Regions from separate parts of the Mus musculus genome. Here region 1 is linked to region 2. A link is a contact called in public Hi-C data. All regions are on one chromosome and are shown on one strand. Each heading gives the region's core, a stretch centred on a gene start, on an enhancer-like site or on the middle of the called end of the contact. The rest is flanking DNA. Distances are from core to core; before and after follow the strand shown. Region 1 overlaps Pde8b (phosphodiesterase 8B). Region 2 overlaps Pde8b (phosphodiesterase 8B).

The links. A called contact is a pair of places that touch in the nucleus more often than the background predicts.
Region 1: a contact with region 2 is called in a Hi-C map of cerebral cortex, with 1.7 times the contacts expected there. The contact joins two enhancer-like sites. A contact is called at or near these places in 3 of 484 Hi-C or Micro-C datasets (cerebral cortex, nephron progenitors and rod photoreceptor), 1 of 115 datasets of contacts at active chromatin or transcription factors (VIP interneurons) and 1 of 9 other capture datasets (liver).

What each region holds. Positions count from the first base shown.
Region 1 is chr13:95,174,567-95,179,944 of GRCm38.p6, reverse strand. All of the region lies in intron 1 of Pde8b (phosphodiesterase 8B), which reads left to right. Among named protein-coding and RNA genes, the nearest start is that of Pde8b, 46 kb to the left of the region's middle. Within about 2 kb of position 2,399, at least 16 of the 459 cell types and tissues checked have an H3K27ac peak or open chromatin away from gene starts, as enhancers often do. A contact at or near this core is called in VIP interneurons and cerebral cortex, where this site is marked.
Region 2 is chr13:95,078,522-95,083,714 of GRCm38.p6, reverse strand. Pde8b (phosphodiesterase 8B) reads left to right here. Exons shown (of 22, transcript NM_001374003.1): 10 at 541-601. The region is part of intron 1 of Gm41025 (a long non-coding RNA gene); the gene reads right to left. Among named protein-coding and RNA genes, the nearest start is that of Gm41025, 31 kb to the right of the region's middle. Within about 2 kb of position 2,439, at least 38 of the 459 cell types and tissues checked have an H3K27ac peak or open chromatin away from gene starts, as enhancers often do. A contact at or near this core is called in VIP interneurons and cerebral cortex, where this site is marked.

The sequences.
Region 1 (5,378 bases), core at 1,150-3,649, 96 kb before region 2:
GTGGTGTACCATGTCTGAATAGTCTGTCCTTTTCCTCCTCCTCCTCCTCCTTTTTAATTTCCAGATAGGATTATGTTGTATGTATATATATCATTTGATTTATCTCTTCATTAGAGGATGGACATTTGTCTTGGCTCTAATCTATTGCTTTTATAAAGAATGCTAATATGAATATTTATATATGTGTTTTGTAGGGCTTCTGTTTTTATTCTTTCTCTCAAGTAGAATCACACCAGTAGAACTAAGTTTGAATGGTAGCTTCTTAATATATTGCTGTAGTGGCTGGTTTTGTGAGTCAACTTGACACAGGCTGGAGTTATCACAGAGAAAGGAGCTTAAGCTGGGGAAGTGACTCCATGAGATCCAGCTGTGGGGCATTTTCTCAATTATCGATCAAGGGGGAGGAGCTCCTGTGGGTGGGACCATCCCTGGGCTGGTAGTCTTGGGTTCTATAAAAGAACACACTGATCGCTTCTCAGCCTTTTGGCTAAGATCAAGTGTAGAACATGCTGAGCAAGCCAGTAAGGAACATCCCTCCATGGCCTCTGCATCAGCTTCTGCTTCCTGACCTGCTTGAGTTCCAGTCCTGACTTCCTTTAGTGATGAACAGCATCATGGAAGTGTAAGCTGAATAAACCCTTTCCTCCCTAACTTGCTTCTTGGTCATGATGTTTATACAAGAATAGAAACCCTGACTAAGACAATTATCAAATTGTTTCCCAAGGTCCCTGAAATGCTGTGTTCTCACATGCACCCTCACTTGATTGTCTTCTTGATTATATGTTTGGTTTAAGTTTGTGATCATGGAGTAGTGTGTGGACAGGGGCTGGGGAGACACCTCCTACGTCATCCTCTACCCTCGTGCCAGGAAAGGTGCTGGATAGTGAGAGCAGAGGACATCCACACTTGAGTAGGGTAGTAACCTAGGCACTGTTCACAGTAGAATCAGACTGATGTAAACTGCAGGCATCCCAGCTTGGACTCAACTCCCAACATAAAGCCAGAGCTACAGGGTCCTCAGTGTCGGAGCAGGACTGCAGCTCTGGACACCTACATCATGCCTGGTTTTGTTTTATTTTGTTTCAGACTGGGTTTCTCTGTGTAGCCCTGGCTTTCCTAGAACTCATTCTGTAGACCATGCTGGCCTCCAACAATGTAGACCCATCTGCCTCTGCCTCCTAAGTGCTGGGATTAAAGGCGTTTGCCACCATGCCTGACTTGGACACTCTATAGAAGCATTTCTATAGAAGAATAAAGATGAGTCCAGCTCAATGAACAGAGAGTGAGAAATAGCCCTAAACTGGATGACCCCATTAAATTCTTCCCCACAGGGTTCAGGAAACTGTGGAAGAGGACGTTGAATGAGTATAAGAACCAGAGGGATGGAGGGCACCAAGAAAACAAAAACCTCTAAACTAGCATAATTGACCCAAAGACTGAGGCAGTATGCACAGCCCCATGCAGGTCTGCACCAGCTGGGGCCTAGAGCTAAAAGAAGTCCCCATGTTTCTTGTGCTTTTTCTTTGCCTTTCTTTTTTTCTGTTTGTTTTGGCCAAAATAGATTTTTATTTTATTTTATTTTATCTTATTTTACTACTACTACTACCACCACCACCACCACCACCACTACCACCACCACCACCACCACCACTACTACTACTACTACTACTACTACTACTACTACTATTAGATGCCTGTTTGTATTCTAATGAGAGAAAGAAAGAAAGGAAGGAAAGAAAGGAGGAGGAAGGGAAAGAAGGAGGAAAGGAAAGAAGGAAGGGCGTAGATTTGGGTAGGCAAGGAGGATCTGGGAGGAGTTGGGGGTAAGGAAACCGTTATCAGAATATATTGTATGAAAAAACATCTATGAAAAAAAGATGAATCAAGGTCAGGGAGTAGGGACAAAGATCTGGGCCTAGGAAATCAGTAGCAAGTATAACAATACACAGTCCAACAGTAGGGAAAGATGTGTGGAGTTATTGTCTGGTTTGAAAGGCACGCCATGAGCGCTGGGCTAATCTTTATAGAAGTGCTGTGCTATTGGCAGTGGAAGGAGATTCCAGCTCAGAGGGGTTCAATGAGTTGTCTCAGAGCTTATTAACGATAATGAACTCCAGCCCAGGTGCTTGCCTTTTGGACTAGGCAGTGTAGATGCAGGAGCATAGCTCAGACTCTCTGACCTTTCATGGCTGTATCTACCAAGTGGCAGCAAATATCAATAAATAAAGGAAAAGAGTAAAGCCTTGTCACCAAGGAGAAACTGGGGGGTTTGAAGGAAGGCTTTGTCTTTGTCCTTAATTTACCTGACGGCATTCTCTGAAGAAACGGTTGTCTCAGGAACGTGTGGGATGCAGATGCCACATTTGCTGCAGTTACTCAGCAGAGGGAGGGCTGGGAAAGCGTTAGTGGCACCCGGGCTTATCAGCTGTCAAGGCCATTTGCTCCTGTTCTCTTGAAGCGTGCCACTTTAGAAGTACTTCATTTTCCACTGATGAGACATTAGAGGAGCGAAGATTCTCGGGCAAGCATTCCAGCACAAAAGAAGCCATTTGGCTGATGGCGTCTGCATGCTTTTGTCAGAGCCTTCAGAAATCAGGGAGGTTTTGGAAAACAAAAACAACCATAAATTGATGCTCAGCCATCTCCAGGTTGTGTGCCCGAGTGTCTCCTGTGGGGAGGTTCTGTGAACACATCCCCCAAACACATTACACAATGGCTGTGTGCTCTGGGGTGACTGTTGACCCCCTCCAAACTCATGCTGCAATCCCAGTGCCTCTGAGAAGGAGATCTTTAGGAAGTAGTCAGGTCCTACAGCAGGGTTCTCACTCTCCCTAAAGCTTAGACCCCTTACAGCTTCTCAAATTGTTGTGACCCCCCAACCTTAAAACTATTTCTGTTCCTACTTTATAACTGCAATTTTGCTACTGTTATGAATCATAATATAAATATCTGATATGCAGGTTATTTGATATGCAACCCTGTGAAAGGGTTGTTCAGCCCTCTAAGGGGTCATGACCCACAGGTTGAGAACACAGGCTGCCCTACGGACTTTGCCTCCTGAGACTGGTGTCCATATAAAGAGGACAGTCCACCTTTGGTCCACATGTCTTACCCTTCCACCTTCTGCGAAGAGATGATATTGTACCCTGGAGCTTGGACTCTGCAGCCTCCAGAGAGCCATGTCTGTTCTTTTCCCCATTATCCATCCTCAGGGCCTCTGTCACAGCAGCACACACAGGGCTAAGACAGCATTGCTGCTTTTCTTGGCTCTCTCCTGTTATAAAAGAGAAGCAGCCAATACCAGCCCCTCCCAAGAGCACGTGCAGCCATGCACGGTTGGCTTCGTGTCCGACTGGATACAGGTGCCCACTCTGTCAGGCTCTGTGCCAGCCACTACAGATGGCCCAGTCTTATCAATGAGGTCACAATTACATAGTAAGGAACAGAGTAGTCAAACGCACAAGGCCTCTCTGTTTTGAAGTTTAAGGTCATAACAAGGTCATGAACTTCTGAAATCCTTGTTCTTTCTGTCCATGGAGTTCAGTCACTTCCTTCCTTCTTTCTTTCTTTTTTTTTTTTTCCCTTCTGTGATGATGGGGAAGCGGGGAGGGGAAGAAGGAGACTCCTCCCTCTCAGCGGTGTAAGCACAAAGGGCCTGGGACAGGGACATTTCTTTCCCTAAGTGTCATGCTTCTGAGAAAAGACTTATTTTTACTTATGTAAACAACTGTTGAGGGTCTAGGATGCCATTCTTGTTCATTACCCCCAGTTCATTACCCCCGGTTTTGCAGCCGAAGAGTCCTCTTCCTCATGGAAGAATGCTTGTCCCTTCTTTATTGCCCAGCAATGGCTGTCCCTCAGAGGCCACAGTCAAAGTGGAGAGGCCTCAGTCTGTCTATAACTGAGCGTGATCTGTGATCACTTTCCAGCACAGGTCGTGGGTGAACCCAGGTCTCCTGAGAAGTGCAGAGAACAAGGTGCAGCCTTTGCCCAGGTGCAGGAGCAGGAAGCCAGGGAAACCTAGCGCGGCTGTGGAGGTGCAGCTAGGCTGAACCATGTTCTTTCTGGGTCAGACTTTAAAAGCGTATGATACAGGTGCTCTTAGTAAATGGCCATCTGTGACAGCAGGAGTCTGTACTTTGTGGCTCTCAGAGCCACTGTTGGTGGCTGGGGAGGCCATTTAACCACAGTGATAAGGGGATGGCCTGTGGGGTCAGGTGCCCAGGTCTTCAATCCCAGGCTTTTGGCAGCTGTGTGACCCTGGGGAGCTCTTAGCTTTTCTGTGCCTTGGAATCTTCATGTATAACCAAGGATGGTGGAGCCTTCCTGACAGGATGCTATCTAAGCACACTGCCTCTAAGAAATGGTCCCTCGAAAGAGGACTCACTGGGGTCATCTGACTCCTCCCACCCCCACCCCTGAGGCTGCTTTTAGTGTTCATTTTTTTGTCTTTGATTTCTGCCAATTCATAGCAATGTGTGTAAGTGTGGACTTCTTCTATTTGTGCTGCTTAGGATTGGGTCTTCTCCTGAATCCACAAAATTGATGTCTTCTATCGTATCTGAATTATTCTCAGCCAAGACCTTCTCACAAGATATTTCTGCCCCATATTGCCAGTGTTTCCTCAACCCCAGTGTCTTAGTTAGGGTTTTACTGCTGTGAACAGACACCATGACCATGGCAACTCTTATAAGGACAACATTTAATTGGGGCTGGCTTACAGGTTTAGAGGTTCAGTCCATTATCATCAAGGCAGGAGCATGGCAGCATCCAGGCAGGAATGGTGCAGGAGGAGCTGAGAGTTCTCCATCTTCATCTGAAGGCTGCTAGCAGAATACTGGATTCCAGGCAGCTGGGAGCAGGGTCTTAAAGCTCACACCCACAGTGACACACCCACTCCAACAAGGCCACACTTATTCCAACAAGACCACCCCATCTAATAGTGCCACTCCCTGGGCTGAGCATATACAAAACACCACACCCAGGTACATTCACGTCAGACTCTCTTTTGACTCCACCAAGGTTTTTCCACTCTTCAATATCTATGACATATAGTTCTAATTTAAAACAAAACAAAACAAAACAAAACAACAGAGGTTTTTTTTGTGTGTGTCACCCAAGCTGGCCTCAAACTCTTGGTTCTTTTGCCTCAGCCTCCGAAGTGCTAAGATTCCAAACAGGTGTGCACCATCGTGTCCGTTCATTCTCCAGGTCGCCCGCAGCTTACTCGTTCTCTGTTCAGCCATAGTTTACCAGCTGTTCAATATTTTCACTGATTATTCATTTTAAATACTATTTTTTTTTAAGATCTAAAAATTTTTGGTTGGATGTTTTCGGGTCTGCTCAAAGCTTTTTCTTAGGTTCCAATTTCCCTCTGG
Region 2 (5,193 bases), core at 1,190-3,689:
CTTAATTACACAGGGCCATGTGCCTCCCCCCCAACCCCCCCATTTTCCTTGTGATAATGAGCAAGACCACAGGCTAAGTTCCTGGATTCATGACTTTTAAATCAGAGCACTTTTTCCTCTAACCAAGAAAACAAGAAACAAAACAAAACAAAACAAAACAAAATCAACAACAAAAACAACAAATGCCATCCTTACGATGAGCCACAGTGCTCAGCATAGGATGTTTAAGAGAGAAAAACAGCGACCAACAAAATCTCATCACTTTCCGAATGAGTCTTCTGCTTTTCATGTAAGCAATGACGTTTGTGTCAGCCGAATGAAAGCCGGCTTTCCTGTGGTGGCATGTCAGTCCCTGAAAATGGCAGGCCCACGAGGGTGGTACGTCCACAGTAGCCAGGCTTCCTCGGGGGTACGGGGCTTGTGATCATATTTGCGTGAGGAAGGCCTTGGAGCTCAGCATCGAGGAGACTTGTCCGTGTGCTGACCTGTTGCCTTATTCTCCCGCCTGGCTCACTAATCACTGACTGTTTATGTTATTAGGAAAATTAGGCACTTTGTCTCCCTCAAGAAGCTGTGCTGTACCACTGACAGTAACAAGCAGGTACAGTATTCAGTGTCCTTTGCCGCTTCCTCAGCTTGCCCATGCGTCCTTCTCACCCCTGTTCTCCACTTGTCTTTCTCCATATTTTCTTGTAATTGCTGACTAAAAAGGTGTGTGGGGAAACCTCTGGCAGCTGCTTGGGGTTTGGTTTGGTTTGGTTTTCGGTTCTCCACAAGCCTGTCTTGCTTTGTTAGGAGTGTGTGCTCTGGTTCATGCTATATGCCTCATGGCTCTCTCCAGGCTAAGATATTTTAAGGGAACATAAGATGCTTCCTCAAAACTAAAAAAGAAGAGTCCCATTTCCCATCTTAATTTCTTAAACAAAAGGAAAGTACATACCCCTGCGAGCAGTCACGCCTCCAGCTAGCAGCCAAAATAAGAACCACTCCAAATTAGCACTGTGATTTTCTTTCCCCATACATCATTTCTTTTGAATGTTGTCTTCTGAAGTAGCAGAGTTTAGCAAGTTGGTAGATGTAAGAATGTTTTGAGGTAGTTTTATAGTGTTACAGTAGTGTTTCAGGTATTTTTTGTGTGTGTGTGATTTATAGTTTTACCATTTGCTCATGTAGCTTCCATATCATACCTTATAATCCATGGAGTATGAAGTATGAAATAAATATGGCTATGAGCAAGCTACCTTGAGTGTGTTAAATATGACCCGTGGCTATCAGAGAAGGAGCAGTGTCTTTTAGGAATTTCAAAGGCAAAATCCCATTCTTTTCTCACACAGTGGGGACTTGAGGGGGAGCGAGAGGTGTGGCCAGGTGAGGGAGCTGAACTAGCAGCAAGATGGAAGCCCTCAGGGCTCCTCTGAGAGAGAATTCCAGACGGGCAGAGGGGCTGGGTGGAGCGAGCTTCATGGAGCCCCAGGTGACAAAAGTATCTGTGGCCATACCTTGCTCATAAGATTGAGTCCAACCCAAAATGCTTCCTTCACCACTGAGAACCTAATCTAGGGTCAGAGAAGGATGTATTAATAACTCGTGCTGAGAGGAAAGACCTTGGAGACCGTGGGAAGGAAGAGAATAGGTCATAGGGACCAAACGTCATCAAGCAGTCTCACTGAGACATCCATACCAGGAGGAAGGATGAGGTTTGCATGAGACAGGACAAGACGGGGGCATGGAACCCTGGTGTCCATCTAGAGATGACTACTGTATACACATAAAGTAGTGCCGGCCACCATTTTCAGGATGTGGATCCACAAGAGAGGACACAATGACTTAGCAGCATCCATTCTCATGCCAGAAATTAAGCAGGAACAACTTAGGTCTTTGGTCTAAGATTCAGCACGTCTTTCTACAGAAGCCATGATGGTGGCTCCTGGCCAGGCCCCATGCAACACCCAGATCAGCTCATGACTTTGCATTTTAGTGAGGGATGGAGCTGTAAGCTAGGCAGTTTCCTTCTCTTCTCCTCACTCGTGCTCATTCCAGGGTTTCTCCTCTAGTGAAACAACTTCCAGTGCCCCCATTATCAACCCCTGTACCTCTACAGCCCCAGCTCCTACTGGTGCTTCATGACTCAGCCCAAGAATCTAGGCCCCTTTATTCCCTTCCCCATTGTCATAGCTGTCTGTGTGCTAAACTGCCCTCTGCTCTCTAGCAGTGTCACAGCCTCTGTATACCCAGCTGCCAGTACATAGTAGGCCTGGGGACATTGGTTAGCTTGTGGAAAGTAGAGTGTCTCAGTCCTGGCCTCCTGTGAACTCTGCCTGCTGCCCACGGGGAACGGGCAGGCCGTTAGCATAGGATGCCAGGACACGGAGGCCGCCTCTCCTCTGCAGCTCTAAATAGAAACCCCTTTGCTACCATGAATCAGTTGCTGTTCTGAGAAGAGTGAAAGCACAGAGCTTAGATCCCCTGAGCCACTGACGTCACCTAATGGTGCTGCACAGGCCTGAGACTCTTAGATTTTTTTCCAATAGTAAAGCGTCTTGTCCCTCTGGCTGGCTACAGTCCTTTTCTTTCTCCCCAAAGAAGGCTAAAGCCATGGAGATTGCTCAGGGCTGGGGAGGGCTCTTGGAGCAGAGCGGCCTGTCTGCAGGCATTTGTTCTGAGCTTCTGCTCCTGGGGTCCAGCTCTGATGTCACACTCAACCAGTGCATGGGCTAGCATTTGAGCAGGGAATGGAGCTGTGTGCCAGAGAGCTCACGTCTGGTCGTGTTCGTCATCACCAAAGATTCTTTCTAATCTGTAAGCTCTGAGCGATAAGCCAAAGTATGTCTGCTGCCCACACCTGCTCCCCAGAGCTCCACCTAGTTCAGTATGGGCACCCAGAAGCCATGGGCCTGAGACAGGTAAACAGATTAAACAAAGTGGAACCCAGAGGGAGAGAAAACTGAAACTGTACAGGCATCAAACCCCAGGCCTGAGGACTCTGAGGAAAGCATCTGTTGGAGCGTGACCATGCTCTCTTCCCATGCCTTTACATGTACCAGAACAGAACAACTACACAGAGGCCTCTGGCTCTACAAAGCCTCCATCATTTACTGTCTTACTCTCTACAGGAGATACTTGCCGACCTTGGTGGTAAAAGGTCATTTTCTTTCCTGCATTTCCCACTTGCTTATGCCACCTACAGCCTAGGTTTCCCAGACTTACCCAGTCTGGACATCCTTTATCTTCATGCCACCACTGTCCCGTCTCAGAGCCTGTCAGAGTTGTTCTACTACCACATAGAGCATGTAAAATCCTAGGTCCCTTGATCCATTTGCCTTCTCACAAGGTCTGGCTCTAAATCAGAAACCGTATGTAGAACTGCAGGAATCTAGCCTGGTGCAGCCCTGGTCCAGTCAGACTCGAACAGAGAAAGGGGTGCTAAAGACAACATCACCATGCCAGTTCCCTCTGAGCTGGCCTGGAGTCTGGCCTTAAGGCAGGGAGCCTGTTGAAAGCAGAGGGGCCTCTTTACTGCCATCCCTCCATGCCTGAGTGTTCGATTCCTCTTCTTGACTATGACAATAGGGTGAACATGGCAATTCCCAAAGCCAATGTGCTTTGAATCCAAGGGGAAGAGCACATGCGGAGCCAGCATGCAGGAGGACAGGGCTACAGTGCACTGTTCACCAGGTTGCCTAGTCTTCTTGTGGAGGTGTGACACATGGGGCTATGGAGAAGCCACTGGGGAGGCGCCCATGTCTCCCCATTCCATAGGAAGTGATTTTCTTAAAGAGTCAGAGAACATAGCTCTCTGGAGAGAGCCTCCCTTTCCACTGTGTATATTTGTGAGGAGAACAAAGAAGCCAGGCTCAGACAAAATATTCTGGTTAATCAACCATTTAAAGTAGCAGCTGCTAGAGGGCAGAAGGCAAATGCTCTAGCCCAATGTCACACAGTGCTTCACAGAGCTGGGAGGTGGGGACCCCACTTCTAGAACCCTCTGATGCTCCCCCCAATCTCCCTTCATGTTTCCAGTCACCTGACCTCTAAATGGAGAGCAGCTGTTAGACTCAATGAGCTAGGCTACCTGGGCAGCTTCACTGTGCCTACTTTAGCCTGACACCAGCCTGGGCACTGACACTTGGGCATCACAGTATCAACACACTGAGGACAGCAGGGACAGAAGTGAGAACTAATGTGGCCCACCACAGTAAAACCTTACTTTAAGGTACAGATTATTTTTGAGGGGGAGGTGTTAGAATTGTGAAGTTGGAATGTCCCCCAGGGTGGGTCACAGTACCTTGTCTTGTTTGAAAGCTACTGGCCTAGGTCAGTGGCTTCAAGACTCAGGGGGCAGCAACTAGCCCTGGCTCATGGCTAACCGAACACTGGTCCTGCCAAAGAGATTCCATGTTGAGCTTGGCCCATATATAAAAGCATCATGCCTCTCATGGCATTACAAACAGTATCAGCTTATGCTTCAAGGTGCACATCCGAGTGTGACTCCATACAGTTGAAGAGAGAGGCTACTGAAACTCCAACTCCAGTGGCCTCTGAGAGTGGCCACTCCTTTTAGAGTGTGCTTTCTGTCTCTGACACGCTACAAGGCAGTTAGGATGAATGTGTCTTACAGCAGGTGTCCTGAAATATTTATTGATACACTTGGGAAAGCCACTAAATCAACAAAGCTATCCACATTTTTTATTCATTTAGCTTTCTTATATATTTATATGAAACTATTTAAGGAAAGGCCTTTAATATTGGAAAACCACATTTTGAACAGGCAGCCCCTGAGCACTGAATGGAGCCTCTCCTAGCCAGGGGTGCTGAGGACAGAAGGCACAGAATGTATGACAGGGAAGGAGGACACAGAAGGAACACTGGTGGTATTGTGGTAACTCCTGGTAGGATTGTGTGTCCAGAAGGTCTTGACTCTAAGGAGAAACATTTGTAGTCTGGTAACGGTGGTGGTGGTGGTGGTGGTGGTGGCGTCTGATAAAGCTGGTTGTGACAGGCTTCATGAGACTCAGAAGTCTGATAGTGCTGCGCCAGATGAAGACACAGGGGAACCCACACCGACCGCAGTGGGAGCCACTGCCCAGGTAATAATAGACTGGCAATGAAGCTCAGGCCTCCCAGCTGGCAAGGCAGCAATAATGGGGCTCCTTTGTCCTCTCTGCTCTTTCTTCATGTCCTCTGTGCCACAGC